Regions from separate parts of the Mus musculus genome. Here region 1 is linked to region 2. Evidence: chromatin contacts called from public HiChIP or PLAC-seq data. All regions are on one chromosome and are shown on one strand. The core of a region is the stretch at or near the end of the contact, and the rest is flanking DNA. Distances in the headings are between cores, read along the strand shown. Region 1 has its middle 17 kb from the start of Smn1. Region 2 holds the start of Gtf2h2 (general transcription factor II H, polypeptide 2).

What was found. HiChIP or PLAC-seq counts read pairs in DNA pulled down with a chosen protein or histone mark.
Region 1: an H3K4me3 HiChIP or PLAC-seq map of bone marrow-derived macrophages shows a contact between it and region 2, with 5 times the contacts expected there. The contact joins the enhancer-like site here to the promoter of Gtf2h2 in region 2. A contact is called at or near these places in 3 of 39 promoter capture datasets (the C10 cell line, cranial neural crest and maxillary cranial neural crest), 4 of 484 Hi-C or Micro-C datasets (the AML12 cell line, embryonic stem cells and myocytes), 2 of 115 datasets of contacts at active chromatin or transcription factors (acute myeloid leukemia and bone marrow-derived macrophages) and 3 of 9 other capture datasets (adipose tissue, liver and pancreatic islet).

Annotation. Positions count from the first base shown.
Region 1 is chr13:100,140,696-100,143,395 of GRCm38.p6, reverse strand. No RefSeq gene overlaps it. Among named protein-coding and RNA genes, the nearest start is that of Smn1, 17 kb to the right of the region's middle. Within about 2 kb of position 1,280, at least 10 of the 459 cell types and tissues checked have an H3K27ac peak or open chromatin away from gene starts, as enhancers often do. A contact at or near this core is called in bone marrow-derived macrophages, where this site is marked.
Region 2 is chr13:100,491,311-100,494,010 of GRCm38.p6, reverse strand. Gtf2h2 (general transcription factor II H, polypeptide 2) reads left to right here and starts at 1,402. Exons shown (of 16, transcript NM_022011.4): 1 at 1,402-1,554.

The DNA of each region.
Region 1 (2,700 bases), core at 31-2,530, 350 kb after region 2:
AACTATCACCTCTCTAGAGGCAGTAGGACTTGGGAGAATAGAGCCAATAAATGAGGCAGACTAAAGTCTCATGCAATAGTCAGCTTTATTCAGAGCATCAGACAGTTTATACTCTGAGAGTTAAGAAAAACTACCTGAGAAAAGTTCTTCTGAGTTCAGGCTATACACAATCATGAAGACAAGTTGCATGTGGCGAAACATGTTTTTCTATAGAGCAGTGGTTCTCAGCCTGTAGGTCTTGACCCCTTTGAGGGTCAGATGATCTTTTCACAGGGGTCACTTAAGACCTTCAAAAAAACATAAATATTTATGAATCATAACAATATCAAAATTACTTATGAAGTAGCAACAAAAATAATTTCATGGTTGGGAGGTTACTACAACATAAGAAATTGTATTTGTGGTGGTTTTGAGAGGCCACATCTTTTAAGTTCAGACTCCATTTTAGAGAACCTGGCCTAAGTTTGAACTCAGGTAAACTAACAGGCCTGGTACCCAGCACTAGTTTCCAAATTACTCCCCAACAAAACCCAAACCTAGCTCTAGTCTCTAGGCTAATCCTCAACAAGACCAGCATCTCCAGGTTACACTCTTAACAGGACCAACATCTCCAGGTTATTCCCCCAACAGACCTGCACCCCCAGGTTACACCTTGGGGGGGGGGAGATGCAGATCACTAACATTTCCCTGGCACTAACTAGAGTTTGAATATGCTTGGCCCAGGGAGTGACACTATTAGGAAGTATGGCCTTGTTGGAAGGAGTATGTTGTGGTGGGGGTAGGCTTTGAGGCATTCTTCCTAGATTCCTGGAAGTCAGTCTACTCCTAACTGCCTTCAGAACAGGATGTAGAACTCTTAAGCTCCCTCCCCACCCCCACCATGCCTGTCTGGATGCTGCCATGCTTTCCACCATAATGATACTGGACTGAACGCCTGAACCTGTAAGCCAGCCCCAATTAAATGTTGTTCATATTAAGAGTTGTCTTGATCATAGTGTCTGTTTGCAGCAGTAAAACCCTAACTAAGACAGTATTCCAGGGTCACAGGCAGGGGCATATAAAGGATAAACATTAAATTGAATAACAACACAAACAATACTGAGCAATCTGAGCTGTGCCTTGCAGGACAAAGCCATGACAACAAAGCTCACTAGGGCCATGAAGCTGCTAGGAGCTGCTGGGCAGTATTTGGCTGCAAGAGACCTCAGAATGCTAGTGCTGCCAGCCACTGCGTGTGACACAAGGTGCCTGTGGCTAGAGCTGGTGCTGCAAGGACCTCCCTCAGTGTCTCGGCAGCATCCTCTGTGCATGCAGGGATGACTGGGGAGAGGAGTTCAGAACAGGAAGCCTGTTACATCATAAATACTCAATTTAGAAACAGGAGACAATAACTTGGCAACTGACTTAACTCATTGAGTAGCGCGGGTGGAAAAAAACCTAGGTAGGCTGTATGCAGTAGTACATGTGTTTAAACCTAGCTACTCTGAAGGCTGAGGCAGGAGAAACACAAGTTGAGGCCAGCCTGATCAATCTAGAGAGACACGGTCTCAAAATAAAGTAGAGGAAGAGTTGGGGAGGCAGGCTGCTCGGCGGTCCAGCATGTGTGAGGGCCTGGGTTTGATGACTAGCACTGCCCATGAAAAGGAAAGAGGGGCTGGAAAGATGGCTCAGTGGTTAAAAGCCGTAGTGATTCTTGCAGAAGACCCAGGCACAGTTTCCATTACCAGCATGGTAGCTTACAAACAGCTCTAACTCCGGTTCTAAGACCCAATGTCCTTTTCTGGACTCACTGAATACCAGACAAATACATGGTACACACGCATATGCAGACAAAATGCCCATACCCATAAAAGAAAACTTTTAAAGTCTTTTTTTTTTTCAATAAAGAAACAGTTCTAAAAAGAATTCAGTGGTCTTGTTTGTTCCTCAACACTTAAAAGGAAAACGCCAAAGCTGCATCGGCCCCTGACCACATCCTCCGTATTCCAGCTCCCTGAATCTGTCAAATGGGCAGAACAGTTTGCACCTTCTTAGGACATCCGCTTTATTTTTAAGTTAAAAAAAACAAAACAACCCAAGAAATCAATTTTTCATCGTAGTGCACATAGAGCATAACTGAAACAGGTGACAAAAATAATTGTAAACTCACACAAATAGATATCAAATGTGATTTTATTAAGCTCCAAATATAACAAGTCTGGAAAAAAAAACCAACTTTTTGTTGGAAGAGTTCCTTACGATCACTGATAAGTGTCTTTCCTGCTTACATTCTCTTCGCCCAAGCTTTTGCCATCTCCATCTCACCAAAATAGCTGCTTTAGCATCACTGCGACCTCCACACTGGCTCGTAGCATCACCAGTGACCTCTGACCTCCACATTGGTTTAGTCAATGACTGCGCTGCAGACTTTATCATATCTGTCCTGTCAGCAGCAGCTGAGCTACAGATGGGGCTCCTCCCTGGCCTCCAGGACGCACCTGCTCCTGCCAGGAGCCCTTGGAGCATCAATGACCCCTGCTTTCCGCAGAGAGCTCCAGCTCGACCCTCTGCTGTTTCTCCTCTAACCCCTGGAGGATCTGAGTTCTCCTGGCTTTGTCTCTGTGTTATACACAGCCTGGACCACCTCATCCTGCCAAATGGCTTTAAGCTCCATGTCCACACTATCTCCTCCGTCTACAGCTCTAGCCCTGCACTCTGTTA
Region 2 (2,700 bases), core at 153-2,652:
TTACGGTTGTTCTTAGTTTCACAGCTTGAAAAGGTATTTCACTAGGTAAGATAATTTTATTGTTACTTTATATGTGATTGGAATATTAGTCATAGTTATACTGAGACTACCATGATTTCTGTGCACATTTTGTTTTGCTTTGGTACCCTGTTAACAAAGTTTTAATAAAAACCCCCTGTTCCAGCAGTCCTAGCAGACTTGTCTGGCCACGCGTCTCAGTTTGCCAAAGAGACACGTAATGATGAATGACAGAGAAAAGGGTTTTATTAAGGTGGCCATGATGAGAAAAACAGATAAAGGGGTTTGCATATACCAAGTCTGTCTTCGAGGGGCTGAGATGAACTTTGACATTTTATAGAAAAGGGAAATGGGAGGGGCTTGTGGTGTGCATAGATGACAGAGCCTGTGGTCTGGTCAGGTGATCTGGTCAAGGCATGGGTCTGATCACTTATGCCAACAAAGGCCTTGTTTCGCAAGGGTTTCTGGAGACCTTGCTAGTGATGTCATTACTCCGAGGCAGACTGTTTATGGCGAGGTAGTTACCCCAGCGCCAGCTTTCAGCCTCCCCACCATACGTAGTTGCCCTCATGTGGGAGGTGATCTGTCCTGCCAGGCTTGCTCTTTGCTTGGGAGTAGTCTCGGTTCCACGTCATAAGGATGTTTACAGATCAGTCTTGCCATTCCTTGTGTTCAAGAGAACTACAGAAGAGAGTGAGTGACTTAGCAGGAAAATTGTTTTTTAAAAAAAAAAGTCAGAGAATGGTGCCCTTCGTCTTCCTAGCTCAGTCTTAGTTTCTAAGACTATTTTACAGAGCCAAAGTTATGAGTGGGAAAAGTTCGAATGTGTCTTACTTCTATTCACAAATATGCTTAGATGTATTTTTATTTTATTGGGGGAATCCTCTTATTTTTGGGTTAAAGAGCATGCTTGGCGCTCGTGGGGGTGGGGCGGCAGGTGGGGCTATGGCTATGCAGTTAAGAGCACTTGTTGCTATTCCAGAGGGTCCGGATTTGATTTCCATCATCCACATGGCAGATAGCAAACATCTGTAACTTCAGTTCCAGGGGATCAGATGCCATCTTCCGTCCCCTGCCCCAACTAGGCACGAACATGGTGCACAGACATGCACGCAGGCAAAAACATCCAGATACTAAACAAAACCCAACAAAACAAAACCCACGGACAAAAAAAAACCTCCCTAAACGCATGTATAACGTATCCAGAACTTGTAGTTTTAGCTGTTTGGTCTATAGAAATGCACCCCACAGCAGAAATATTGGTGAACTGGAAGGCAGTTACGCTCTTGGGCACCACTTGCTCCCTAGCTCCCTCTTCTGGCAGCAGCTGCCCTCTGCCGCCGGAACATTTTTTTTTTCCCGTGGCTCCAGCGCGCTGCGGAAGAATTTTGGCGGCGCACTCAGACTGCCGGTACTTCCGGTGAGGGTCGTCTCGTCGAGGCTGGTGGGTCTACGCGAGGAGACCTGCGGGGTCCTGAGGCTGTGGAGGGCTGGAGTGAGGCGGACAGGAGAAGAAGCCTGGAGCTGAGGACCGAGGTGCAAAGCCCGGGTTGGCCTCGGGGGGGACCTGGAGGGCGGAGGGGGTGGGGGCGTGTGCAGGGAGCGCGGCAGCTTCCGCCTGAGGAAAGTTCTCGCTGCAGGGCTGCCGTTTGCCGTGAGTCTGTGTGGCCCGAAGCGAGTTTGCAGCCCCGAGCTGTCCCTCTCTGAACACGGGGGACAGTAAATCACCCTTGACCTCGGGCCAGGCAGGGTAAGGCGAGGCAGAGCCTCCGCAGTGGCCATGCGCGCTGCGGCTCGCGGGTGCACGCGAGGAGCTCACCGTGAGCATCTCCCGGGGCGGCTGGGTGTGATGACGGAAAGTCTAAGAAACGGGTGATCTGGCTGCGGCGTGGGGACTTCTAACTTCTCCCCGGTTGGATTCTCCATCATAAAGAGGCCCCGTATACCCAGCCAAAAAGTGTGCGGCGTTTACTCGTTGCTTCTCATTTTCTCTGAATTTAAGAGAGTAATAGAAGAGTAAAATATAAAGCAAATGTTGATGCGGTGGAGCAACATTTAAAAAGCTTAAAAGTAATATTATGCGAACTGTGTGTGCACACGCACACACGTGTGCTGGGATCACAGGTGTATTCCACTCTGCTCATCCTGAACAGAAATTTTATTTATTTTTAATTAATTAATTAATTAATTTGGAGATGGTTTCTCTGTGTAGTGTTGGCAGTCCTGGAACTCACTTTGTAGACTAGGGTGGCCTTGAACTTTAGAGATCTGCCTGCTTCTGCCTTCCGAGTGCTGGGACTAAAGGTGTGCTCCACCACAGCCAGGCTCATAGTTTTGTTATTTTTTAAAATTATTATTTTTTTTTTATTTACAGTTCCAATGTTATCCCCTTTCCTGGTTTCCCCTCCGAAAACCCCCTATTTCCTACCCCTTCCCCTGTTCACCAACCCACCCACTCCTGCTTCCTGGCCCTGACATTCCCCTATACTGGGGCTTAGAGTCTTCACACGACCAAGGGCCTCTCCTCCCATTGATGACAAACTAGGCCATCCTATGCAGCTAGAGCCATGAGTCCCACCATGTGTACTCTTTGGTTGGTGGTTTAGTCCCTGGGAGCTCTGGGGGTACTGGTTAGTTCATATTGTTGTTCCTCCTAGGGGGCTTGCACACCCCTTCAGCTCC